5 separate regions of the Mus musculus genome follow, and all the other regions are linked to region 2. Evidence: chromatin contacts called from public promoter capture Hi-C data. All regions are on one chromosome and are shown on one strand. Each heading gives the region's core, a stretch centred on a gene start, on an enhancer-like site or on the middle of the called end of the contact. The rest is flanking DNA. Distances are from core to core; before and after follow the strand shown. Region 1 holds the start of Lyrm7 (LYR motif containing 7). Region 2 holds the start of Slc22a21 (solute carrier family 22 (organic cation transporter), member 21). Region 3 holds the start of Shroom1 (shroom family member 1). Region 4 holds the start of Gpx3 (glutathione peroxidase 3). Region 5 holds the start of Rapgef6 (Rap guanine nucleotide exchange factor (GEF) 6).

Region 1 (4,962 bases), core at 12-2,511, 880 kb after region 2:
ATAAAAACAGCACCACTAGCTTAAGACCATTATCCTAATAAAAAGAAAATGGGGGCTGGAGAGATGGCTCTGAGGTTAAAGCACTGGCTGCTCTCACAAAGGAACCAGGCTCTTCCCATCAGCCATACTGCAGCTGACAACCTCCTGTAACTTCGGTTCCAAGGAATCTGACACCCTCTTCTGGCCTCTGTGAGTACCAGACATGCACATGGTGCACAGACATACATGCCTTGCAAATAAAATAGTTGAAAAAGTTATTTTAAAAGAAAATGTGATCTTCATTACCACAAATCTACTAGAACCGGCATTACATTGTAGCTAATCATATCTTTTTACTTATTATTTATGCACTGTTGGGCATGGAAGCCAATGCCTTGAAAATGCTAAGGGCTCCAACTTAAAAGTTAAATACAACCTCAGCCCTACTAAGAAACTTCTTTTCAAACGCAAAAAGTAGCTGGGCGTAGTGGCTCGGGAGTCAGATTCCCAGCACTTAGCATGAAGATTGCTGAGAATTGGCCGCCGGTGTGAGCTACAAGTCTGAGGCCAGCCCCTCCTAATTCTTAATCAAACTTCAGGTGTCTGCCTATAAGTCCCCGTGATTCTTAAATTTCGAGACAAGATCTATGTTGCCTGGGCTTGCCATCAACAAGTAGGCTCAGCAATGCTGCCTCTCGCCCACTAGAGATTTCTGTATTCCTCTAGGTAAGTTAAATCCTATTTATAGGTTCACAAAACATGCTGTTTATTAATTTGAAGCACTTCTTACGATTTTATTAGTTGTTTATAGTCTTCCTACTATGGAACTTCTTTATTAAGGCATAGGTGGTCGGTTTATGGTCATCAGTCTCCTCTATTCACTACCTTTCATGGATCAGCCATCCTCCTCATTCATTGTCTCGTGTGGCTGTCACCCTCCTCCGCTCCGCGCCCCTCGAGATCCACTCCCTCCTCACTCACTGTCCCCCCCTTCTCCACTGCAGCCCCTCCAGGTTGTCTCCCTCATCATTCACTCTTCCACATGGCTATCAACCTCCTCCATTCACGGTCCATAGGGTCGTCTCTCCTCACTGCCCTCAAAATTGTCACCCTCTACCACTCATTGCCCCTGAAGGTTGTCACCCTCTTACACTCTCAGCCCCCCTCGGGGTCGCCTCCCTCCCTTGCCGGGGTCTTGAGCCTCAGCATCCCTGCACCCTCCTCCCGGCCCTGTCACCTTGGCGGGCTGACCCATGGCTCCCCACGCCGCTGACTCCGCCTCTGAGGGCGCCCCCTCTTGGCAACCAATCAGGGCCGGGGCACAGCTGGCGACGCTCCGCATAGCAACCAATCAGAATGCAACATGTCCTTCCTAGCCCGCCTTCCCCGCAGGAGGAAGTTCAGGCGTTTGCTAAGCAGAGCTAAGTATAAAAACGCGAGAAGCCGCGGTGCCAAATTACGGACAGGAGGACGGAAGTAGCTGAGAAGCCATGTTTGTTAGGGGCAGACTTCACTCCGCCGCGCCTAGCGTGCCGCTCGCGCACACTGTTTGTTACTGGGTGGCCTCGGAACCTGCTCGTTTTTTATCTCTTGTTTAAGGGCGTGGGCGTCTCTTAAGTGTCTATATTATAAGGTTTCCGGGCTGTGACTGTCTCCTTGGGAACGTAAGCAAACAAAAGCTAAGTCCTAACAACCACAGCCCATACATATCAGAACGCTGACTCCAGAACGTTCTGTTTGTACATTCTCTTAATTATTCCCCCCAAAGGTGCGGTTGAGTTGCCTGCTCAAGTTCACACCCTTGATCCCAGAGCCTCCTCACCTTCTGCATTATTGCCCTACTTATCTTGCCCCGTTCTTTGGTTTTGCTGAGGTAGGAAATAATTTATTAGAAGCTTCATAGTAATAACCATAAAACATTTATATACATTTTAACTTAGTACTTGCAGGCATGGATAAAAATTTCCACCTTGCTCCTGTTCCGCAATCATTTGCGTTCAACATTCCTGTAACATTTTAGGCTACTTTTAGGTAAAACTGACTGTTTATTAAGAATCAAAGATTCTTAATCTTTGATTAAGCTGAGTGTGGTGGGATATACTTGAAAACCCAGTATTTGGAAGGTAAAGTCAGGAGCATCAAGAATTCAAGGACAGCCCTGGTCTAGACTATATGAGACTCTGTGTCAATCAAAAAACAAAAAGGAAAAAAAAATTCTGCTTTTGAGACAGGGTGTCACAGTAACCCTGTCTGGTGTGGAACTTGTTATATAGATCAGGCTGGCCTCAAACTTTGAGATCTGCTGCCTCTGGAGTGCTGGAATAAAAGTTGTCACCACCAAACCTGTACTCGTCCTCAGGAATGCTTTCTACCTTGTTCAAAACCTAGAATTGGCCCAGAACTCACTGGTTAGGCTAGACTGGCTGTCCTGGTCTCAGAGATCTTCCCATCTCTACCTCCCCAAGGCTGGGATTACAAATGTGAAATACCATGCCTAGGGAGTCTTATATAAGAACACAAAGATAATTGTCAACTTTTAAAAATTGTTATTGATGGCTGGAGAGCTGGCCCAAAGCCTAAGAACACTGCTGTTCTTTCCAGAGGACCTGAGATTATTTCCCAACACCCATATGGCAGCTAACAACTGCCTGAACTCCAGTCCCAGGGGATCTGACACCTTCTGGCCTCCAAGGACACGGTATACATACACATCCAGGTAAACACTCATACACTCATAAAAATAAAATCTCACTAAAAATTTCTTATTGAGGTTTTATTTATTTATTTATTTATTTATTTATTTATTTATTTCAGGACAAGGTTTCTCTGTGTAGCCCTGGCTGTCCTGGAGCTCACTCTGTAGACCAGGCTGGCCTCCAACTCAAAAATCTGCCTGCCTCTGCCTCCCCAGTGCTGGGATTAAAGGCGTGCGCCACCACTGCTCGGCTGCAGAAGTGCTTTTAATAGAACCAATGAAATCAAGTGTAGTGGCTATTGTCTTTCATCCAAAACAATAATCAATTAGATGATCTTATACTGTGGTGGCTTCTGTAGTACTATAGATCAATTTCTTAAAAAAAAAAAGTAATTTGTAATAATAACTTCTGATTAGAAAGTTAATGAAAACCCTTCTATGTTATTTAAAAATATGGATCCTGTGGCTGAAGAGATGGTTCAGTGCTTAACAGCACTTACTGATCAGCAGGGGACTGGAGTTGGATTCCTAGCACCTTCACAGCAGCTCACAACAGGCTGTAACTCCAGTTTTGGGAGATCCAGTACTCTCTTCTGGCCTCCGTTGGCTCCTACATGCCTGTGGTGCCCATAATGTCATGCAATTGTATACATATAATAGATAAAATTTTAAAACATAGTTCTACAGTGCCCAAATGAGATCAGAAGTGAGTCTTAAGCCAACATGATAGTTTCTTCAGCTGTTCCAGAGATGAAGGGAAACGAGACAGCTCACACTCTTTACTGATCCGGTGGTGGGAACTGAACTGAAGAAACGCCAGAACTCAGTGGAAATTCCAACTGTTCATCATGTAAGTTCCTGGAGCTATGTGGCAGGCAGGAGTATGCCCTCCAAAAGATGTGTGCACTCAGGTGCCCAGAACTTCTCATTGCCTTGCCTTGCAGGAATTTGGCAAGTGAATTAAATATTCTGAGATGGGAGACGTTTCATGTACGGTCTGGTGAGCCTAATGAGTCACATTGAAAGTGGAAGAAGGAAAAGAGGGAGATGTAAAAAGATACTCCTCTGCTGGTTTTGGAGATGAATAAAAAAGACCCCCCAAAAACCGAAGGGAAGCACATGATCTTGGAAGCTGGAAAAGACAAGGGAGTGGACTGCCCTCTAGAGCCTCCAGGGAGAATGCAGCTCTGCTGTGACCAGTTTTCCCTTGGTGGAAACAAATCACACTTAGGACTTCCAGAATGCCACCCAACCGTCATCCAAACCAGAATCTTGTCCCTTTGCTGCCTCATCACCTCCCTCCTCTCCTCTCTAGGGCCCTGTTGTTACACTGGGTTCACCCAGATACCCCAGGCGCCTACCTACTTCAGGATCCTTGATTTAATCACACCTCTAAAATGCTCTTTACCTAATAACATGTTCACAGGACCCAGGGATGGGGACATGGGCACAGTCTACTCATTACATCCGGTTTGCGTGAAGCCAGTCAGTAAGCTTGAAATGGAAGTAAATGAAGGAGGAGAAACAGACAGGACACAGTCACGCAGGTTCCTATCGGTCAAGGAAAGGACTTTGGGTATCATTTTGGGATAGCATGCTCTGAAATAGTACCAACAGGAGACTGACACCATGGTTTACACTTTACAAACATCCTTTTGGCTGTGTGCAGAGACAAGAGTTCAAGGTCATCCTCAGCTAAATAGCAAATTCAGGTTCTGCCCGCTACAAGATGAGATCCTGTCTCCAAAAGATAAACATACCTGAGGCTCAGCTTTAAGTGCAAAGTACATGCTACATAAACATGAGGATTGATCCTCAGCACCACAAAAGCAAACCCACTTACCTATACACCACCCTGCCCCTACTGTTGGAACGTAGGTTGTACTAACTGGATATCCAGTTAGTCATCTCTGTCAGTGAAATATAAAAATTTATAGCGTCCCATAGCAAAGTTTGGTAATTTACAATAACCTATTTCCTGTCTAATGAATGTCTATGAGGGAAAAGAGTTCATAACGATCTAAAGATAAAAGAATGGGGCATGTGGCGGTGGTGGTGTGTGCCTTTAATCCAGGAGGCAGAGGCAGTCAGATCTCTGAGTTTGGGGCCAGACTGGTCTGTGGGGTGAGTTCCAGGACAGCCATGGCTACACACACACACACACACACACACACACACACACAGACAGACAGACACACCTTGAAAAAAACTAAATAAATAAATAACGTTGTCAAAAGAGTAAGTTGCAGATGTAATATTCTTATTCTTTTGCCTCTAAGTACATAAGC
Region 2 (5,649 bases), core at 348-2,847:
TCCACATGCACCATTAAACAGCATGTCACATCCCCCAGCTGAGTGACTGAGAAATGTCAAAGTCACCCAAGAATAAAGTGTAAGGGAATGAGGAATTAGGTTTCCATCGCTCTTCAGAGTAACCTTACATGCCTTACCTAACCTCTTCAGTGATCTTGTCCCAGAATACTGTGGAAAAGACTCCATACCAACAAGTCACCCTGGATAGATCTGCAGACACATGGGTCCTTAAGAAGTAACAATCCATCGCTGGCAAATGGAAAACAGTTTCTCCTGGGGCATGGCAAGACTTCATTTTGGGGTAAGGATAGGTGAGGGAAGAAAGAATAACTCCAGAAAGGGTAGAGAGTTTGGAACACACGTTTCTTTAACTTTAAAAAGTTCTGCAAAGAGTCTTTCCTTTCTGAACAGAGGCTAAAACCTGTGGTCTCTTCTCTGGAGCAAGTCTGAATCCGGCCCCTCTGAATCACATCACTACCTCGAGAAAGTCCCACCACTCAGGGTCTCAGGGCATCTCCTAGGGGCAGAACCTTCTGGACTCTATCTTCAATGGGACCCTATGGACGGATGGTCTGCCAGACATTTGTCCTCTGAGGGGCGTACTATGGCTAGAAGTCATCTCATAAAATGTTCTTAAAGGATGCTCATCACCAGGGAGCTTGTGGTTAAACTAAGGAACAACCATTGCCTGCGATGTCACCAGACCCTGACAGGGGGGCTGTCACCTACCTCTGTCACGATGGTGGACAGGAAGATGTCCTTGTCGTACTCCCAGCCATCCAGGCAGTTCTCCTGCTCCAGCTGCTCCAGGTCCACGTCCCGTCCCGGCTCCAGCCCTAGCTCAGAGAAGTTGGCGATGGTGGCCAGTCGGTAGCGGCGGCATTTCTGAGGCACCTCTGGTCCGTCCTTCGTCTCCATCGGGATACTGTGGTTGCGCCACGCGCTGCTCAGGTTCACGGTGTCTGGTATCCGGCAACGGTGCTCCGGGATCGCCGTCAGGAACACGGCTGACAACCCAGTAAAGCCATTGGGGATGATGCTGGCGCTGAGCAGGAAGAAGATGAGGCGCTGGAAGGTCCCCCACTCGCCCAGGAAGGCGGTCACCTCGTCGTAGTCAAGCATAGAGTCGGCAGCCCACGGCGTCCCGCCGGGAATCCGAGGATACTCGGGCGCAGTGGGCGGCGCACGGTTTGTCCGTGCACGCGGAGCACCAGTCACTCGTCGAAGAGGAGTTCGAGAAAGCGTCGGGAGACGTTTTCCACACGGAGAAGCTCGTGAGTTCCTCCCGCCGCCTCAGACCCCGCCAGCGCCAGAGACACCGAGGACGTGAGGCCATGATGGACTCCGCGCGGAGTCTGGCCTAGACTGCAAGGCCGGCCGTGCAGTCCTGAGGCGAACCGTGGGGTGGGCGCGGCAGGAGTCTGAGTGATCCGTAGTGGGCACTGGACGCGCCTGTACGTGAGGCGGGTCTGGTCCCGGTCTCCGAGCTGGCTGGACAGTGCGGAAGCGGGATGGAGCCTGGCTTCAGAACTGCGCGGGTGTGAGGGAGCCTAGGAGTCCCTTGCCTACTACTCTGAGCTGTTCGCTGAGGAACGCCCTGAGGTAAAGTCCTTCCCAGTCGAGAGCAAGCGAGTCGGGCTGGGGGCGGGGCCGCTGTAGTCCCCGCCCCGAAGCTGCTGCTAGAGGGAGGGACGGGTCTTCTCAAGCCACACCCCCCGAGCGAGTCGGGCTGGGGGCGGGGCCGCTGTAGTCCCCGCCCCGAAGCTGCTGCTAGAGGGAGGGATGGGTCTTCTCAAGCCACAACCCCGAGCTGGTCCCCAGGGCTCCTTTGGGGGAAGTTGTGACCAAGCTGGGTGTTGACTTGGAGAAAGGCGTAGGATTTCGGTATGAAACACCCTCTCAACTTTTTGTTATGGGTCAGAAAGGGATTGTATCCCACCAAAAGTCTTCTCCTTCAATGGACCTGAGTTCAATTCCCAGCACGCATTGGAGGCTTACAACCTTCTGGTAACTCCAGTTCCGGGGGAACTAATCCCCTTTTCTGGTCCCCTGTCACATATAGTGCACAGACATACATGCAATCAAAACGCCCACTCACATAATGTCATATTATAATAATCATTAAGAGATTGAGACAAATTTTGAGGCTGTGGTCATGAGGCTGTGGGCAATGAATTTCAATTTCTAGGCTCTGTTCTGTGCTTTATGTTTTTAAAGATTAAGAAATCATTCAGTTATTCATCAAATCGACTTAAGCAAATATAAAAATTTAACTTCAAGATTAAGGATCTTAGTCTAGGATTATACCCTCAAATTAGTTATTTTTTACAGTTAATTCAGGAGCTGACTGGTGATCTACATAGTTCCAGGCCAGTCAGGACTACACAGTGAAACCCGTCTTAAAACAAACACAGAGCCTTACAATGAAATCCATTGTTTTGTGCAAATAGTATTTCCTAAAATTAAAAAGATAAGGTATAAAAATAGCAATTGTGTAATTCTAAAGTAATATTGTCAAATGAAATGAGAAGTTACATTTATAATTTTATTTATTTATTTATTTACTTATTTAGATGGGGCCTACTGTATTTCCCTGGCTTTACCTGCAACTTTGGTCACAAATGACCACCTGCCTCATCCTCTCTAGTAGCAGGGACAACAGGTGTGTACAGCAGATGCACATTATCATTAAAATTGTCTTGGTAGCTGTTGTATTCGTAACTTTTCTGGTTACAGAGACAAAAGCAATTTAAGGGAGAAGAGGTTTGGGCTTGTGCTTAGAGGGTAGAGTCGGTCACTCTGGGAAGGCCGGGTGGCAGGAGTCAGCTTGTCACAGTCGCCTCAGTCAGGAAGCCAGGAGAGAGAAATGCTGGTGCTCAGCTTGCTTTCTCTCCTCTTACTTAGTCCTGGACCAAAGGCCATGGAACAGATGCTGCCTCTCTGAGGGTCACTCTTCTCACTCCAACTAATGAGATCTAGAAGCTTCCTCACAGACACCTAGAGGTTTCTCTCTTAGGTGATTCTAGACCCTGTCAAGTTGACAACAATAATTGTCACAGCCATATTAATAAAATGTCCAGATCTAGTAAATAAAAATTTTACGTGGTCAGATTCAAGTTTTGCATAAAGAACTAACAATTTGAAGTATCGTTACATATTGGTACTTGCAGGGACATGTGAGGTTGAGATGTAAGTGGCTGTCCTGTGTTCTTTCTCCCTGCCAGTGCTCATAGTAGAAGCCTTTAGAGCTGGGGTGTGGCCTCACATGCACCAGACCTTGGATTGGATCCCAGTTGTGTAAGAAAAGCTTTTCCTTAAAGAGTATGGAATTAATTGTAAGACTATGTTATTATTTTATTATTAAGTTGGCATGGAAAGTATTGAAATGCATTTGATTCTTATTAAAAATCACCAATCCCTGTCTTTCATATTAAGTCTTGGGACTTCGGTGTGTATCTTATAGGATGTTTCTGTTGAATCTAGTGAAGTACACATTTAAATACTCAGCAACTACTTCTAGGTAGTGGCTACCCTGTTGGGTGGTATTATTTTAAGGCCTTTAAAAATAAAATATAAATAAAATAAATTTTTAAAAAATTTGGGTTGTTACTAATAATTTGAACATTACATGATGTTTCTGTCTTAAGAAAGTGCATTTCAATGCTTCTTTGTTTTCTCCCATGGGCTTTCCTCTCTCTCTCTTTCTTTCCTTCTTTCTTTCTTTCTTTCTTTCTGTCTGTCTGTCTGTCTGTCTTTCTTTCTTTCTTTCTCTCTCTCTCTTTCTCTTTCTTTTCTCTTTCTTATTTTCTTTCTTTCTTTCTTTCTTTCTTTCTTTCTTTCTTTCTTTCTTTCTTTCTTTCTTTCTTTCTTTCTCATTTTGAGGATTTAACCCAGGGCCTATGCATGCTAGTTCGCTTTTTTAAAAAATTTAAAAAGTTATTATTATATTTAATAATTATTAAATAATTAAATAATAATAATGAAGGAGGGTATATATTTATTCTCCTTAGGTTTTGATATCACATCCCCATTCTCCGTCATCACTTTGCTAACTGAGCCATCGCCTCAGATCTGGAAAGAGTTCTTTGCCTGTTGGTGTTCTGCTTATGTGACTCAGTGTGAAGCCACTGTTGAGCAGGGTCTGCAGATCATCAGTGGACTAACAGCACATCTACTTGATGATGCTCTCAGACTTTCCAGCACAGGGTGGCAACTACCCATCAGAGACTCAGGACCTGCAGTCCAGATAACCATTTGGTTACAGCTCCATATGAGTTCAATTAAAAAACTGCTCTCATTTTGAATGTGCTAGATCATCTCTACACTTACACACACACACACACACACACACACACACACACACACACACACAAGCATTGTTACCATCTAATAGTTGTGATAATTTTATTTGGATAGCATTTATACGTTTAGAAATGTGTGTTAATCTTCATATGGATTTTGCCAGTCCTTGACTAACACATTTTCCAAAAAAAAAAAAAAAAATCTTACAAATCAATTTCATTGAATAGTTAGTAGTCAAGACTATTTAGAAATGTTTGTTCTTGAAAACAAGGCCATCTGGAAGAGTGGCCCAGAATTCATGAGATAGTGTGCATTTCTCCACAAGTCCAGTTTGGTGCTCATTGTTTCTGTTAATCCCTTTCAGCAGAAAAGGCTTTTGATTTGTTCTGTTGAGACAGGGTTGCTTGTGGTAAGACAGGCTGGTCTTACACTCCTGCTGTAGCCAAGGATGACCTTGAACTCCTGATCTTCTGTCTCCACCCCAAGAGCGCTGGGATTGCAGGCTTGCTCTATCACACCCTGCTCATTGTATACATCTGCTTTTCAGTTTGCCAAGTGCCTTGGAAACCTCGTTAGAATGCAGTTATTAGAACCTTGGGGCTTTCTTCTCTGTCCACTGAGACTGTTGATTTTTTCCCACATCTGAACCTGAAAATAAAACAACCGTTGAAGAAAATTAAGCAGATGGAACTCGCCTCCCCCAAACACCAAACTGACATCCAAAACCATGTCCCCATTCAACCAATGAAAGACATGTGAACTCTAAAGAACCTCATGGGTGCAGATCTCGTATGTTAGGATTTCAAGAGACTAATCAAGCTGCTTTGTTGATTAAACACAAAGCTTGAATTTATGATCCAGTTTCCCTGGAGAAAGAATAGAGGGGTAACAGGAATTATGTCAATCATGTCGATATGATTGATAGAGAAGACTTGAAATGATTAGACAGACTCTTTGTTGTTGTTGTTGTTTTTGTTATTTTTAAAGACATGGTTTCTCTGTGTAGCCTTGACTGTTCTGGAACTCATTCTGTAGACCAGACTGGCCTGAAAATCAGAGATTTGCCTGCCTCTGCCTCCTAATTGCTGGGATTAAAGGCTTGTGCCACCACCATTCAGTGATTAGATAAATTCTTATCAAACACAGGCACCTGTAAAATTCTGTGACAGATCAGTATCTACACACACAGACTTAGCTTTATTATGGCCGGCCTTGGCTTTTATCTTACAGAACCCCCAGAGCAGCCATGTGAAATAGTCCCACGTAATAAGTGGGAATATGAGGGCTGAGGAAAGTTAATAATTTCTCCAACTTTATGCTGTAGGTTTGAAATTTGAAGCCAGGCCA
Region 3 (5,704 bases), core at 2,377-4,876, 520 kb before region 2:
CAAAGCTCTGTTAATTCAAGGCCAGCCTGGTCTACATAGTAAGTTCTAAGACATCCAGGGCTACACAAAAAAACCATGTCTTGAAAACCAACCAACTGGGGCTGGAGAGATGGCTCAGTGGTTAAGAGCACTGACTGCTCTTTCAAAGGTCCCGTGTTCATATCCCAGCAACCACATGTTGGCTCAACCATCTATAATGAGATGTGATGCCCTCTTCTGGGGTATCTGAAGACAGTTAGAGTGTACTCATATACACAAAATAAATAAAATCTTAAAAAAAAAAAGAAAAGAAAAAGAAACCAACCAAAAGCTATATATTTGTGTTTGTGTGTATGTATGTATGCATGCATGTGTGTGTATGTATGGTAAACAGCTGGGTGTGGTGGCTCAGCACTCGGAAGTTTGTCTGGAGGCTCTAGCAGGTGAGTGCAGCTGCTCATATCCTTGGTCAAATACTAGTCCCCATCTGTGTGGGAAAGGGACATATATGGAGAATAGGAACTCCTACCTGGTCATACCTGGCCAGCTAGGTCAGCTTGAGTCAACTCTGGTAATCAATCAGTGGAGTGACAGCTGTCACAGTCAGATGCCCTCACAGCACTTAGGAAGCTGAAGCATGAGAACTGTGAAATCAAGGCCAGCCTCGTCCTGAGTCTGTGTCTCAAATGAAACAGAAAGTTAAAAATTTGCCCTGAAGGGGTATCTACAGTTTAAGCAGATATTTGCATATAAGCAATGATTCACGTTTTGTTGGAATTTCAAACATGGACGTTTGACTGGAGAGATGGCTCAGAAGTTAAGATTGTGTACTGCTGTTCCAGAGGACCCCAGTTCAGTTTCCAGCACCCACATCTGCCATTTCATACCTGCTTGAAACTATAGCTCCAGATCTGATGCCATCTTGGGGCACACCAGACACACGCATATACACACAATTACAAACTAAAAAGCACATACAGACCACATGGTTTGGTTAAACGATTTCTGAATTGCTTTTTTTGTTGTTTGTTTTTTGAGGCAAGATTTCATGCAGGCCACCTGCAAAGACTGCTCTGCTGGAGTCGCTGGTTTAGACTACATGTTGCTTTTGCAGAGGACCTAAGTAGGACTCCCATCACCAACATGGTAGCTCCAGTCCTAGGGGAATCCAACACCCTCTTCTGATCTCTGAGGGCACACAGTGCATGTCATGGTGTACACACACACACAAAACATTCCTACACATAAGACAAATAAAAAGTTTAATAATATAAAAGAATATTCTGTTGCTGGGCAGGGGTGGTACATACCTTTAATCTCAACACTCCGAGGTAGAGGCAGGTAGATCTTTGTGAGTTTGGGGCCAGCCTGGTCTACAAAGTAAGTTTCAGGACAGCCAAGGCTACACAGAGAAACCTTGTCTCAGGGGGAGGAAAGTGTTCTGACTCCACCTGCCACTGTGCTCTCTGTTGTCCTTCTTCCCAAAGCCTGTGAGTACCCATTCATAGGCACTGACAGACAAAACTCCATCCGGGAGTCTGGGCTGCCAGGTCCTGGGCCTAGAGAGCCTGAGGTCTCTATTTTCCGAGGTCTTCTAGGGATAGAGGAGACAGCCAAGGAGCCTGACTCCTGAGACACCTCCCACCCCACCCCGTTCCACTTTTCTTCTGTGAAAAGGAGAAGCCGACCCCAAGACCTAGAAGCTGGCCTACCAATGCCAGTTAGATGTTGGTGCTGCCAGGAGCTGAACTGACATTCACAGGAGGCCTCACAAACCACTGCACAAGGCACACACGGAACATTCTGTACCAGTGAGGATCAGGACACAACCAGGACTGTCATCAGATCGGACACACACAAAACATAAACACAGTCCACAGAATGGGCAAATGATTCCATCTGGGATACTGAGTGACTTTTCTCAAACCGTTGCTTTTGCAACTAGTTTCTCTCTCCCTCTCACCAACCCCCTCCCTCTGCCTGTCTCTGTCTCTGTCTCTGTCTCTGACTCTGTCTCTGTCTCTGTCTCTGTCTCTGTCTCTTTCATTTGTATATGGTAGACTGGAGAGACAACTGAATGGTTAGGAACACTTGCTATCCCAATAGAGGATCTAGGTTTGGTTCCCAGCTTCCATGTGGCAGCTGTCTGAAACTCTAGATTCAGGCCAGCCTAGGCTATGTAAGGAGACTTACATAAAAATGAGAATCTAGATGTCTCTCCTCTTCTGTGGCTCTGTGCTTTCTGAGACTTGGGCAAGTTCTCCAGAGTCCTCAAATGGACAGACTTTTACAGAGTTGGAGTCACAGAGCTTGCTGACCATGAGACGAATGGGCAGTGGGGCAGTGGGCAAAGTGCTTGCCACTCAAACATGAGGAGCTGAGCTTGGGTCTGCAGTAGCTAAGGGAAAAGCTAGGTGCCACAGCTTACATTGTTACCCAGTGCAGGGGACATGTGGTGTGTGTGTGTGTGTGTGTGTGTGTGTGTGTGTGTGTGTGTGTGTGTGTGTAGGCAGACTCATGGAGTTGGCTGGCCAGCTAGTCTAGCCAAATTGATGACTTCTGTGTGAGACCTTGTTTCAAAAAATAAGGTGTAGAAATGATAGAATAAAATACCCAATAGTATCTGGGCAGTGTTGGCGCACACCTTTGATCCCAACACTTGGGAGGCAGAGACAGGCGGATTTCTGAGTTTGAGGCCAGCCTGGTCTACAAAGTAAGTTCCAGGATAGCCAGGGCTATACAGAGAAACCCTGTCTTGAAAAATCAAAAACGGAAAAAAAAAAAAAAAAGAAAAAGAAAAGAAAAGACCCAATCTCGAGAGGTACACATGCATACACCACACACACAGAGAATGAGGACCAGGTGGCACCGGTCATCTGAGCTGAAAAAAAGACTCCAGCACTCAGGATGTACAGACGGGAGTTTAGGAGTTCAAAGTCTTTACCAAAAGGTGAAGACCCCACTCCTAGTAGCAGATTCGAGCACATAAGTTCAGGGCTCCGTTCGGTGTGGGTCTGGTGGAGGGAGCTATGGGAAGCGAGGAGACAAAGACAGGAGAGGAGAGCCTGTGGAAAGAGTCCAGTAGGTGGCATGGTTTTGGAAATGTGGGTCTGAAGAGCAGAGTTGATCAGGTAGCCAGCCATCTAAAGCACACTCAGAGGGAGAGAGAGCATGAGGCAGGAACTCCAGGCACATCTGTTTTCATCGTGGAGTTTAAGAGAACCGGCCGGGAGAGATGGTCCAGTGGATAAATGTTCATGTCACCAAACCAGATCTTCACAGTTGGAATCTAGTACTCCACAGGGTGGAAGAAAAGTACCGACTTCTCCACAAGGGAGCTTCCCCCATTACTTACTTCCCAAATTATTAAGTAAATAAATAAATGTAATTTTTTTAAAGGTTAAAAGAAGAAGAAGAAAGGAAGGTGAGCCTTTGTTGCCTCCGGGAGGGTTTGACCTCCGCACTGAGGAGCCTGCTGGTCCATAAGTCTTGCCTGCGGATCCGGCAGTGCTTGGAGGATTTCGATCGCCCTCCGGCTCGAGTTCTCTGCGGTGGTTAGAGGTCCAGGGCCGGGGACTAGGGCCACGTACAGAATCGCAAGAGGAAGGGGCGCGGCTCCCGCAGCCCTGCCGCCACTCCAGACTCCGGCCCCTCCTCGGCCGGAGGTGGCGCCTCCCCTGCTGCGGCCGGAGACTGGAGGTGGCGTCGGGAGCTGGAGCCCAGGGCTCGGATGTCACTGAGGGATCGCCGGCGCCCTGAAGTGCGTCTCGGGCTGGAGCCACAGGTACGCAGCGGGACCGGGTGAGGGGACACACAGCGCGTGGTCCACAGATCTGCTTCCCAAAAGGGAGACAAGGACGGGAGGGTCGGGGCGGCGACAGCGGTGGCCGCGAAGCAGCCTGACTGACCGTCATTCTGTCTGGACCTTCCGACCCGGAGTCCAGACCGGCCGCGCCAGTGGAATCGGGCCCCTGCGCACCTTTACTCTCGGCCAGGCCTGGCAGGGGACAGAGCTGTCCAGGTGGCCCAGCTGTTGCAGGGACGCAATGTACACAGTGGCGTCCGTCTCAGGACCCTCTGTTCTTGAGCTTCGATTGCTGGAGAATCCGGGTCCCTCCCAATCCCCCGATCTTCCCGGACCGTGAACCCCACTGAAAAGGCCTAGAAATGCACTGATCAGAGGCCACCCGCTCTCCTAGTGTTCCAAGCGCCTCTTTCCTCACCTCTTTGTGTGGTTCTGCTGCCCCTTGTGGTCCCCAGGGCTTAGCTTTTGCCCTGGGGTATGTGCTGTACCCATGGCAGTGACCATCTTTACCTAGGTGTCATTCACCCTCTGCTTTTTCTACACCTCCTGGAACCTGCGTCTCACAGAGTCTGCCCAAGACCAGCAGAGACTGTATAACCAGCTACTATGTTGTAAAATAGATGTCTCACAGGGGTGCAATGTCACCCATAGCTTTGGAGACTAGAAAAGAGAACCAAGGAGTTTGCCTGAAAGCTCACCCATCAGACCTAGCCTGGAATGCTAGGATTTAAGATCTGAGCATTGAACCCTGAACCTCTGACTCTAAGGAGAGTCAGGGAGTGCAGTTAACAGCCCTCCAGGTACTGAGGGAAGGCTGGAGGCAAGGAAAGGCCTGCACAGGTCCTCACAGGAAGACAGATGGGAGGTGGCCCTTGAGAGGACTGTTTCATTCCCGATTAGCTCGGAGCTTGACTTTTCTCCAGTGCCTCTCCTGTTCCCTGACCTGGACTTACATGTGTTGCCTTGGTCTGGTTTTGCCCACTGAAAATTGTCTTTATCAAATTTCCCAACAAACCTTGCCTGAAGTCCCACGTCTGGTTGCTTGCCTGGGTCCACCTTCACTCGAGATTCAGCCCCCAGTGCCAGCTTCATCCTTCAGGTCTGGTGTTTCCACCCTCAAGAGCCCTAGTTCTGAGCCCCGAGCCCCCTTATTCCTTTGTCAGGTAACAAGTACCTTCCTCCACAGCCAGGATCCCAGCCTATTTTTCTAGCAGACTCTACTGCAATCCCCGCTCCGGGGACAAATGTCAAAATTCTGTGTTGTTTGTCCTGAGGCTCCAAGGCCCTGGTGGCACAGCAAGCCCTACAAAGGGCACAATATGGGAATCCTGCATGGACAGAGACCCCATGTAATAGCACCCCTTAGATAAGTTAGGGGCAATAAGAAAACAGATATATGTACGTGTTTAATGGCTCATTATAAATTGGCGTTTTCATTAATGACTTTAATGTGTGTGTGTGTTAGTATAAGCATGAGTGTCACAGCGTGTTATGGACATCAGAGGGGAACTTTCAGGAGTCCATTGTCACCTTCCACATGGTGAATGTCTTAGTTAGGGTTTTACTGCTGTGAACAGACACCGTGACCAAGGCAACTCTTATAAGGACAACATTTAATTGGGGCTGGGTTACAGGTTCAGAGGTTCTGTCCATTATCACCAAGGCAGGAACATGGCAGCATCCAGGCAGGCATGGTGAAGGAGGAGCTGAGAGTTCTACATCTTCACTTGAAGGCTGCTAGCAGAATACTGACTCCCAGGCAGCTAGGCTGAGGGTCTTATTGCCCACACCCACAGTGACACGCCCACTCCAACAAGGCCACACCTACACCAGCAGGGCCACACCTACTCCAGCAGGGCCATGCCTACTCTTCTGATAGCCACTCCCTGGGCCAAGCATATTCACAATGCGTCAAGGTCT
Region 4 (5,489 bases), core at 623-3,122, 920 kb after region 2:
GCTGGGATTAAAGGCTGTGCCACTACATCCAAGCAGCAGTTTGCTTTCTTATACACATGAAGACCACCCATAGTGGCCTGGATTCTTCCACATCAATTATCAATCAAGAAAATGCTCCCACAGGCCAGTCTGATAGAGGCAATCCTCAACTGTGGCTCCTTCTTCCCAGATGACTCCAGTTTGTGTCAAATTGACAAAACCAAACCAAACCAAACCAAAACCAATGCAACCAAGCACTGCTCATGGACACAGTCATTCAAAACCCAAAGCCTGAGTATTGTGAGTGGGTCACTCCCAGAGGATACAGAAAAAAAGGGCAACAGAACAACATGGACCAGAGACTGTCTTCTGGTAGGTTATCTGCCACAAATTTACTGCAGGAATTTTCATAAAGGACTGCAAGGTTGCTAGGCCTCAGGAACTTAAGGTTTTAGAATAGTGATATCAATTAAAAACCTACTGTGTCAGCTAGTCACATGCCTCCATGGTATAAGGGCTTCCTGGTCTCCAGGTTCTTTCTACTTCAACACAATGAGTTTATCCATTTATTTATTATTGTTGTGCTGGAGGTTAGAAGTCAACTCTCAGAAACCAGTTCGTTCCTTCCTTGCACCCTTGGTTCTGGAGATTAAACTCAAGTCATCAGTTGCAAGCCCTTTTATTACACAGCCTTGTGAGGGCTTTTACCTGCTGAGCCATCTCACCAGCCCCACCATAGAGCCAGGCCTTATGAGTGCAGAAAATTTCAAATTCCACGGGTCACATTAACTCCCTGAATCATAGTAAAAGCATGGTACTTCGAGGCATCTCTGAGTCAGGAACTTTTCAGAAGGCCACCTAATCTAGGACTCACACAACCAAGACTGGGGTCAGGGGCCTTCGAATCCCTTCTGCAATGAGTCTGAAGGCAGAGGCTCAACACAGTGGTTCTGATGTGCAGCCCAAGACTGTCCTAACAGCTCTCCAGCCCACTGTGGTAGCAAGGCAGGATGCACCAAACCTCTATTGCAGACCGGATTAAGCCTGGAAGCTCTCAATCTAGAGATGCCTGGCCTGACCTTATATGAAAGCACAAACAAATCTGATGATTTAATGATTGATTCAACAAATATTTAAACACCTGTTGTGTACACTCAAGAGACTCCTGGACTAGGCCTACTGCTTAGAAGCAAATCACATAGTCAGAGCCTGGGAGACCTTAGAGCTCATTAACCAATCCCATCATTATAGTAGAGGAAACTGAGGCTCAGAGAAGGGAAATAATGAGTTTAAGACCACAGAGATAGACACATAATTTTTATGTGCTAATTTAAAAAAAAGGTGGTGGTGGTGTATTTTCTGGTTCCTACTCTCCTGAGCTGTCACCCACAACCTAACCGAGAAGGCTGAATTTAAAATCACGTTCACAGATCCCTCTAGCTTGCTGATGCTGGGGATTGAATAAACCTATGGCCTCATGCGAGCTGGTCAAGTGCTGTACCACTAAGCTACATTCCCAGTTGGCGCAGGGTCTCAGTCTGTAGCTAAGGCTGCAGATTGCACTGAACCTACGCAATCCTCCTGTTTCAGCTTTTTGGATTCTGCGATTACAGGCGTGAGTCTCTACACCTGGCTCACACAGTGCTTATTATTTGCACTAACGGGTTCTATGTTAAGTCCTCGGGGCCCTAGGTTTTCAGAGCTTGGGGAAAAAAGCTGTGTCCTGGGTGTTGTCTAGAACCTTGGCCGCGCCCATCTCCTGTTCTTCCCAGGCAGCCGGGCCCCCTTCTCTTCCTCCTAGGCTTGTGTCACCGTCGCCCCGGTCTGGGGAGAGGAGGAAAAAGGGGCGGGTATGTCTTGCCCTTTAAATCTTAACCGCGTTGCCATTGGCTAGGAAGCCCCCGCCTGGCTGCGGATTGGCCACAGTGGATGGCTTGAAATGTGGCTGAGCGCTTCGGACACCTCAGACGGACGGTGGCCACCCCAAGACGCGCCCCAGCCCGCCATGGCCCGGATCCTCCGGGCATCCTGCCTTCTGTCCCTGCTCCTGGCCGGGTTTGTTCCGCCGGGCCGGGGACAAGAGAAGTCTAAGGTGAGTGAACCTCCGGAGCTCAAGAAGAGTCCATGGCACCCAGGTGTCCACTGCGCGACTGGGAGAGCCACTGCTTCCCCAGAGGCACCGAGAGCCTCACTTGTAACCCTCGGTCTCTGCGCTCTTCCAACACAGACCCGCGTGCTTCAGAGGGCAGTACTAACCCAGGAGGGCAGTCTTTCCCGAGTTTATACATTTTCTTCCACTGTCATCTTGGGGTCGCTGGTGGCCACAATCCTGAAAAAAAATTGCCGGGGAAGAGGGTGGGCCGATGGTTTCTTCACTCATCCCAGGGCGCTGGAGGCAGAGATCTGTGACAGGAAGAATTTTTATTTGGGGGCGCATCCCTTTCTGGGCCTCAGTTTCTCCATCAGCAGGGCGTAGCTGGAGAGGATGGCTGGAAGGCTATGGAACCCTGCAGTTGCTTTCCCTATTCACAGTTCACTGGCCTGCCATGCATGGAGCAGACACTGTAGCTAGAGAAGCCAACCCAGGCCAGGAAGTCTTCTGGAGCTTCATCTCTCCTAGTCTAGCTGTGGTACCCTGAACTGGAATAGAAATGGCGAGCCTGAGGGCAGATGCCCCGGCATGCTTATCTTCTTGGTCAGGCCTGTGCTGGGTGGGCTCTGTAGGCCTCTCCTCTTCCCTAGGGTGAGAATGCAGAAAGCATGAACCCAAAGAAAGAGACTGTGGTCCCCAACTTCACACACACCATGCACACCATGCACCCCTGCACACTTGCATGCGTGGGCACAAAACTGGGTAGGCTCTAGCTTTGAGTTTCTAAAATCCTCAGGGTCTTCCTTCTAAGATCTTGTATGTCCGAGAGAGAGAGAGAGAGAGAGAGAGAGAGAGAGAGATTGATTAGGGGGTGTGGTGTGGAGATGGGGTGGGGGTGGACGGGGGCACTAGCCCTGTGCCTTTAGTGTGGGAACTGCTTGGGTTGGGGGTTGAATCCTGTCCTGAGGAGGCTGCAGGAAAGCACACTGGCCTTGTGCTGTCCATAGAATGAAGGAGAGATGGGTGAGTTCAGAGGGAAGAGAGAGAGCAGTCTAGAAAAGTCTTAGGGTGTGGTGTTATCTTATCTCATAACTAGCTGAAGCTTCTGGCTCCTCACAGCCCAGGCATGCCCATCTGAGCTCCCAGGTCCTTGGAGTTAACACATTACAGCTCTGGCTTCTGGGATTCAACTGCTTGCCTGGATCCAACTTCAGAACAAGGGAACAGGGAGGGGACGTGTGCAGACCCAGTGTGATAAAGCCACTGAAAGATGTCCTCTACACTCAAAGGGAGGGGCAAGGACAGGGAAAGCCTCTGTCTGGTCCAGGTTACAGCTGCAGAAGGCTTTGCATAGCTGTGGACTACCAGCTGCTGACGTGGCATCCTAGTAACCACTGGTTTCTAGGTGACTGACTGCACAAGGCAGAGAGCATCATGGGAGCACAGGCTGACGTCAAGGCTGAAAGGCCTTAAGTGGACCTGAATCCCACTCCATCTTACAGTTGACAGGCTGGAATCCTGAGAAGGGGGAGGGATGGTCACACACTGCCAGAGGCCCAGCTGGGTCCAGCTGCCATCTCCAACCTCTCAGACCTGTCATGCTCCCAACATCTCACCAATGGGTGTAGGAAGATGGAATAGGGAAGACATGGACCAGTAGTAGCCCTAGGCATCCAGGAAGCTTAGCTCAGTGTATTCCCCCCCAGCCCCACCCCTTTTGTTCCTCGTTCCCTTTCAGTACTCTTCTCTGGCCTCCCTGGTGGAGGAATAGGGCTATGGGATTCTATGAACCCAGAGGAAGGAAGCTGGGGGTGGGGGTGGGGTTGGGGACTCAATTGGTGAGTATAATCTATGGCTCATTTATCAAGACCACCCTCCGACCTATGCTAGCCTGGGCCCCCAGCATGAGCCCTATTCTCCTCCCATAGAAAGCATGGCAGTTGCCATTATTCATTTCTTAGGGCAGCTAGCACACAATTAAGGCCTCTCTGTACTATGACCCTTCCAGGCCTTTGGCCCTTGCTGCAGGTAATCTCCATGTCCTGCTGGCCCAAGCCTGTTTTCATCTGTCAGTAGTTTCTCAAAGTCATTTTGAGTGTTGGGATGACAATTCGATGAGTAAAATCATTGTTATGGAAGCAAGAGGATCTGAGTTCAAATCCCCAGCATCCATGAAAAAGCCAGGTATGGCCACACACGTGCCAACAATGGTGAGGTGGTGGGGCAGAGACTGGCAGATTCAGGAGCTCATCACCAGCAGAGTCAAACACTGAGCACAGCTGACAGGGTCAGCAACATGGCTCTGGGGTGACGATGCTTGTAACCAAGCTTGAGACCTGAGTTTGATTCCTAGAACCCACATGTAGGAACTCACTGGGTCTTCCCAGCTGTCCTTTGATCTCCACATGCTGTGACATCCTCCCCCAAATAAGTGAATAAATGTAATGAAATAATTTAATAGAGAAACTCTCACGATTTTCTTCTTTGGCTTCCACATGTAACTGGCTAGACACACAGCCAAACAAAACAGCAACAAACACACACTTTTGAGAGGCAAATGGAATTAACCTCTCAGACCAAAGCCCAAAGGATTAAGATGGTTTGCTCAGGGCCACACAGCCGGTAAAGATAACCGAGTCTTACTCAAGGGTCTCCTCATGTCCCCTTCCTTAAGACTATCCGGAGAAGCTGGACCCACGGGTGTTTCCCATTATTCAGTGAGCCTCTGGGATCTCCTCCCCACATCTGAGATTCAGCTTGGTATGAAGGTGAAGCGCCATGCAGGGAGGTAGCAGGGTTGTATCTCACTGTTTTTACTATGTTGCTCTTGTTGAGGCAAGGTATCTCAACGTAGCCCAGGCTAGCCCTAAACTTTCCACCTCCTGTTCCAGCCTCTGATGCTGGCCTTACTGATGTGTGACCCCCAAGCCTGAGGCTGTTTGCCTTTTAGGGTGGAAGTGATCTCAGCTGGGGCTTCAGAAGCCTGGGGCAGGGCTGTCCAGCTGAGCATTCAGTCTAACACTCGCAGTATTTAGACTCCCGGAAAGCAGGGACTTTGCACCCCAGCCAGGAGAGCTGTCAGCTGTCAGGGATGACCCAGCAAAGGCAGCCAGGCTCACTCGGCTGGCTAGCCAGGCCTGCAGTGATAGAGGCATTCCACTGTACCCCACTGGGGCACCTGCCCTGCTGCCTGGATGACTCCTTCACCCAGTGAGGCTGAAGGCCTTGCTTGGGCAGCACGTTTTCTAGACCCAGAGGGAAGAGTACCTTCCTATGAGGCTCTCCCACTTCAAGAGGAGCCCTGGAGTTTTGCTGTCCCTGTTGGGGGTGAGGTGGGGTGGGGATGGGTCCCTTTCCTCCTGTTTCAGTTAAAAATAGCTAGTCCAGCGTAATAGGGAGGCTGGGGAGGAGAAATGAT
Region 5 (5,011 bases), core at 917-3,416, 540 kb after region 2:
CAAGTACCGTATACCTTTTTCACAATTTATGTCTATAGTGGCTGAACCATATGGGGCCTTTGTGCCCTAACCTCAGAAAAGATGTGCTAATAGGGTGTTGTAAACTTCAAATTTGGGTAAGCTCCAGCGTCCAATGGAAAATACAGCACTGTCAGTGCTCTGAAATGTTACAGTCTGAACTCTCCTGTTTTTATTAGAGATTCTTACCTTGCCAGAGAAAGGTACTGTGAACCATTATTGGAAAACATGTCTAATCATAAGACACTACGTTCCCTAGTTGGCTGATACTCCTGAAAATACTATGATGCACTTAGATGTGGTCACAGTCTTCAATTTTAAAAATTCTGTGTAAATGAAATGCCAGAAGGTGGAGGTTCACAAGGAATGGTGTGACTAGTGTGGCCCACCTATGCTCTAATAAGAACAGTGCAAAATAACTTTCCCAAAATGATGGAGTCTGGAATTCTGAAAGTTAGCCTTTACTGTTGACATAGCCTGATAGTCAATTTGACAGAATCTAGAATCCCCCAAGGAAATAAATCTCTGGGCATGTCTGTGAAGAAGCTTCTAGATTGGGGTAATGAAGTTAGGAAAAAGCCACTCTTCTTTCTCATGGGCCTGGGGTACTGGACTGAATAAGAAGGCCAGCTAAGCAAGAGGATTCATCATGTGCTATTACCTGACTGTGGACAAAATGAACAGCTACTTAACACCCCTGTCGCCATGGCATGGCAGGAAAAGGCACTTGCTACCAAGATAATCTGGGTTTCATTCCTCGGGACCCAGATAGTGAAAGAAAAAACACTCTCCTATAAGATGTTTCCATGAGCACAGAGGTACATGCCACACACAATAGAAACATTAAAAAAAAAAAAACCTAAACAATAGGCTGCAGAGATGTCTCTGTGGTTTATGAGCAAGCAGTGCCCTCGGAGAGGGCCTGAGTTAAGTTCCCAGCACTCATGTCCATTGATTGACAGCTCCTGTTACTTCTGGCTCAATCTGGGGGCCAAAATAAACCTAGGGTTACTTTTATCATAACAGGAATAATAACAATCAGTTTTTGCAGCTTTTCTTGTTCCAAAGGACAAGTAACAAAACTGAAGCTGTCTTTATTTTGTTAGAGACTAGAATGTAAAATTCAATACAAAACGGAGTGGAGAGGTTTGCTCTGAGCACTGCTTAGGTTAAAGCAGCCCCCACCCACTCACTCTCACTGCCCAGATTTTAGTCAAGGTTGTTAGATTAGGATGGAGGCAAGTGGAAATAAAAGGGCAGATCTACCTCCACAGAAGTTCTGTCCTTTAATCAGAACAAGTGACACCAGTTTCTCCACGGGAGTGGAAGCTGCACAGGTGGTGCAGAGGGCCTGAAGTTCTATAGGACGGGAAAAAACCTCTGGGATATAAGATTTCACCTGCGGGTCGGTTCCCCTACAGTCTCAAAGTGCTAAATAAATACCAAGTTGGCATGCTGATCTTCTCAGAAGGCAAGGATTCTGACAGCCCACAGGTGTTATCTGTCAACTTTCGAATCAGGAGTTCCTTAGTCCACCTGAGGCTTTTTGGTCATTAAACCCTTTAAAGGAAAATCCTAAAATTCTGCACACAGAAGCCAAGACAATCTGGTGCACGCTAGACCAGCAGGCTACTCTGAACTATAGCTCTAGTCTTCAAAACGCTTTTTTCTTTCTCTCTTTTTTTTTCTTCTTCTTTTTTTTTTTTTTTTTGAGGCAGCTTTCACTATCGATTTCGTGGTTTGTTTTTGTTTTTTAAAGTCGCGTAGAATACGCCACAAGGTTGCGGTGGGCTAGGTGCGCGAGTACTGCCCCGAGATCCGTGGCTTGCGGAGCGGTGCGTGGGCTTCCCCGCTTGCTGAATGGCAGCCTCGATTTCCGCGGGGCCATAAGAGCCCCGCGGTTTCCGGACTCGAGCGCTAAACCAAAGCATCTTACCCACAGCTCTACCCGATAGTCTATTTTTGGCGACGCCCTCGTAGCATTTCCGGAACCTCAACCGGAAGCTGGGTATGCGGAAACTACAATCCTGTAACCGAGGCGGAGTCTCGCGAAGAAAAGCCAAGCCGCTCATTCTCCGCCCCCTCCACGCCCATCTCTCTACGTCACGGCCAGGCGGGCGTTAGTGTGCGCGTCGTGCGCATGCGCATGCGTTCTCGGCCAGTCTCGCCCCCGCGCAGGCGTCTTTCTGGCCAGTCGCGCGTGGGCTGAGGCCCTGGGCGGGCGTTGCGAAGACTTGTTTGCTTGAGTTTGGACCCTGCGACAGTTCTCATTTCCCTCCCGGTGGGGCTGGCGTACACCCGGAGCTGGAGAATGGGCAGCTAGACGCAGGCTAGGGAGCCTGTGGCTGCGGACATGAACTCGCCCGTGGACCCCGGCGCTCGGCAGGCACTGAGGAAGAAGCCGCCCGAGCGGACTCCTGAGGTAAGGCCGGGCACTGGCGAGCACTGCTCGGCCCCGACCTGGCCGTAGCCGCGCAGGGTGATGAGCACCTTTCCTGCCGCTTCCTGCCGGGGACTTCCTTGTACTTGTGATAAGAAAGCACCGTTACTGTTGACTGGCTTCTGAGTTTGTGTGTGCTCAGGTGGGCTGAAAAACAAGCTGGGAATAATGATGTGTAAGAGACAGTTCATACCATAGCCAGTGTGTGCTGTGCGTTCATCTCAGATACTGCACAATTGCCCCCAGAAGACAGGTTTCCAATGTCCGTATCAGACTCTGCGTCAGCCAGATAGTAGTAAGTCCCGTGGCGGGTGATGCGTGTCGAGTGGTTCCCTGGTGCTTTTTCAAACTTTCCGTGGGAAGTTTAAGATTATTTGTTAAGTTTTCTTGGTTTGAAGACGTTTCTATAATCTTAGTGGCTATGTGTATTATACCAAAATTAAAAAAAAAAAAAAGGAAAACCCAACAGCAATGTAAATGCAATGAGTCGTCTTGTTTGAAGTTGCAGTAACTGAAATGAAATGTTTTAATTTTTAGTCACGGGAGTTTCATACTTAGAGTTCTTTGCATAGAAAGTCTCAAACTTTGGGTAACACTCTGGGACATGACTTTGTTACAGCCATTATTGAAGTTGTGATGTGTCCAGCTTGCTTCCTGAAACCTTGATCTTTGCATAGTAACAAGGCACCTGCCCACCCCTTTCCAGGGGCTACTTTTTCCTACTTATAATTTATGAATCAGCTTTTCTGTGGTGATTACCATTGTAATGTGCATTTTAAGTTTTATTTACGAACATTATTTAGGTAATGAAGGAAAACCTTGTTTCTCTTCAGGTACCGAATTACTTAGTTTGAAATTGAGTCTTTTTAAGTAGAGGACGTTTTCTCAACTGTTGGGGAACTTATGCTTGGTCATGTGTGCTGTGTTGAGGACTTTTATCTTGTGTTACTGGAATAGCAACATTGTTGAAGGGAATATTAACTGCTTGGATTCATTGGCTGTATTTTTGAATGAGTGTAGAATTTAGGTTACTAATAAATCATTATCCAGAGTGCTAGTGATGCTTTATTTTGACAAAGAGTTCTATGAAATTCTCACAAGTTCGTTTCTGCTGTCAAAAGATTCTCGTAGTGGACTCCTAAGAGTCTGTTATAAATATATTAATTTGGTAATTATTCATTGCCAACCTGTTCAAGGCTCTATTTTGTACATTAGAAAATTTTAGTGGGCACAATAGACAGGTCCCTATAGTTCTTACATCCTGATGGATTAAGGAATTGAGAAGGTAGGTGATAAATATGCAACATGCTAGCTAATAATGGCTATTTCCAATAATAGGATAAGGAGAATTGGGGAAAGGGAAAATAAGCTATTTCCTAGGTAACTTGACTTGCTTGTTGAACGAAACTGGGTATCCCTGTGTAGCTCACAGCAACCTGGAACCATAACTTGTCGGCACTTTGCTTGTATGAAGATGGTAGTGACCCTCAAGGATCTGACTTGATGAACATTCTATTGATGCATACGAATGGGATTATGTGCAGAGTTTTATGAGGAAGAAAGCTTATGCAAATGGAGGAAATGGTCATTGCAAAGACCCTGTGATTAGAGTGTTCTGTTCATACATTCCAGGATTAACAGGGAACTCTTGAATAGTGGGCAATGAGCCAGAGTGGGTAGGAAGTCCTAGATAGTGCTGTAGGATAGGACACAGCATATAGGACTTTGTAAAATGTGAGGGTTGTTATTACTACTACTGCTACCACCACCACCACCACCACCACCACCACCACCACCACCACTACAACTACTTTTATCTGCAGTGAAATGGGTGAGCTACCATCTGAAGGTTTTGAAGCAGTGGAATGAAACTGTCTTGATAGATTTTCAAAAAGACTGGCTGTTATGTAGAGTGTAGACCAGGTGGAAACAAGGGTAGGAGCAGGAAGTTAGAAGCTATTGCATAAATGGGGTAAGAGATGATGATAGTTCAGACTAAAATGACAGCCATGGGGATTCTGAATAGCCATCAACTTCTGAAAATATTTTTAACCTTTAGCCAGGAGCCTTTGTTAATAACATAGACTAGGTATAGACTGAAGGATAAAGAAGAATTGAACATGGTTTCAGAGTTTGGGGTCTAAATTATGGAGTGTTGAAGTTGTTACCAAAGACAAGTTGAAGAGTTATCAAAGAAATGGCCTTGGATGTCACGAAGTGATACAATGCACACCTAGTGTCATGAGATCCTGGACTTCATCCTCAGCACCACAAAACAGAAATACAAGAGATTTACCAGAGCTGATTTTTGTGAGGGGGTAATATCACAAATTATGTTTTCAATATGTCTAATTTAAAATATCTGTTAGAAATGTTGGAGTAAACATTTAGCACATAAAAGCTATGTTTCTAAGAGAAGGCTGGACTAGAGAGTTAAAATTTATAGTCATCGGGTTGTAGATTGTTTTCAGTTGGGAGAATTATGAAATTATCAATATAGAGTGTATAGAGAATAGAAGAGGTAAAATTTACAGTCATTGGAATGTAGACATT

Evidence for each region. Promoter capture Hi-C pulls out the DNA fragments that hold promoters and counts their contacts.
Region 1: a contact with region 2 is called in a promoter capture Hi-C map of embryonic stem cells, with 2.8 times the contacts expected there. The contact joins the promoter of Lyrm7 here to the promoter of Slc22a21 in region 2. A contact is called at or near these places in 11 of 39 promoter capture datasets (the 3T3-L1 cell line, cranial neural crest, embryonic stem cells and 6 more) and 12 of 115 datasets of contacts at active chromatin or transcription factors (the NIH/3T3 cell line, T-cell acute lymphoblastic leukemia, astrocytes and 9 more).
Region 3: a promoter capture Hi-C map of the SN4741 cell line shows a contact between it and region 2, with 4 times the contacts expected there. The contact joins the promoter of Shroom1 here to the promoter of Slc22a21 in region 2. A contact is called at or near these places in 11 of 39 promoter capture datasets (the 3T3-L1 cell line, the SN4741 cell line, cranial neural crest and 6 more), 4 of 484 Hi-C or Micro-C datasets (the HPC-7 cell line, embryonic stem cells and myocytes), 1 of 115 datasets of contacts at active chromatin or transcription factors (embryonic stem cells) and 1 of 9 other capture datasets (liver).
Region 4: a promoter capture Hi-C map of pre-B cells shows a contact between it and region 2, with 3 times the contacts expected there. The contact joins the promoter of Gpx3 here to the promoter of Slc22a21 in region 2. A contact is called at or near these places in 3 of 39 promoter capture datasets (hippocampal neurons, liver and pre-B cells).
Region 5: a promoter capture Hi-C map of the SN4741 cell line shows a contact between it and region 2, with 2.8 times the contacts expected there. The contact joins the promoter of Rapgef6 here to the promoter of Slc22a21 in region 2. A contact is called at or near these places in 21 of 39 promoter capture datasets (the 3T3-L1 cell line, 3T3-L1-derived adipocytes, the SN4741 cell line and 13 more), 4 of 484 Hi-C or Micro-C datasets (cerebral cortex, cortical neurons, nephron progenitors and 1 more), 7 of 115 datasets of contacts at active chromatin or transcription factors (acute myeloid leukemia, astrocytes, epiblast stem cells and 4 more) and 2 of 9 other capture datasets (adipose tissue and embryonic stem cells).

What each region holds. Positions count from the first base shown.
Region 1 is chr11:54,859,336-54,864,297 of GRCm38.p6, forward strand. Lyrm7 (LYR motif containing 7) reads right to left here and starts at 1,262. Exons shown (of 5, transcript NM_029327.5): 1 at 1,217-1,262. The coding sequence starts at 1,234. Gm31490 (a long non-coding RNA gene) reads left to right here and starts at 479. Exons shown (of 3, transcript XR_879859.2): 1 at 479-705; 2 at 2,581-2,695; 3 at 3,414-3,524.
Region 2 is chr11:53,978,736-53,984,384 of GRCm38.p6, forward strand. Slc22a21 (solute carrier family 22 (organic cation transporter), member 21) reads right to left here and starts at 1,598. Exons shown (of 10, transcript NM_019723.3): 1 at 730-1,598. The coding sequence starts at 1,122. It overlaps Gm30927 (predicted gene, 30927), which reads left to right and starts at 1,296. Exons shown (of 4, transcript NR_168634.1): 1 at 1,296-1,602; 2 at 2,574-2,662; 3 at 3,225-3,297. It overlaps Slc22a4 (solute carrier family 22 (organic cation transporter), member 4), which reads right to left. Exons shown (of 10, transcript NM_019687.4): 10 at 4,380-4,950. The coding sequence ends at 4,875.
Region 3 is chr11:53,453,579-53,459,282 of GRCm38.p6, forward strand. Shroom1 (shroom family member 1) reads left to right here and starts at 3,627. Exons shown (of 8, transcript NM_027917.3): 1 at 3,627-3,763. It overlaps Gm30585 (a long non-coding RNA gene), which reads right to left and starts at 1,211. Exons shown (of 2, transcript XR_879843.1): 1 at 509-1,211.
Region 4 is chr11:54,900,982-54,906,470 of GRCm38.p6, forward strand. It overlaps Gpx3 (glutathione peroxidase 3), which reads left to right and starts at 1,873. Exons shown (of 5, transcript NM_008161.4): 1 at 1,873-2,071. The coding sequence starts at 1,985.
Region 5 is chr11:54,520,679-54,525,689 of GRCm38.p6, forward strand. It overlaps Rapgef6 (Rap guanine nucleotide exchange factor (GEF) 6), which reads left to right and starts at 2,167. Exons shown (of 29, transcript NM_001252494.1): 1 at 2,167-2,440. The coding sequence starts at 2,372.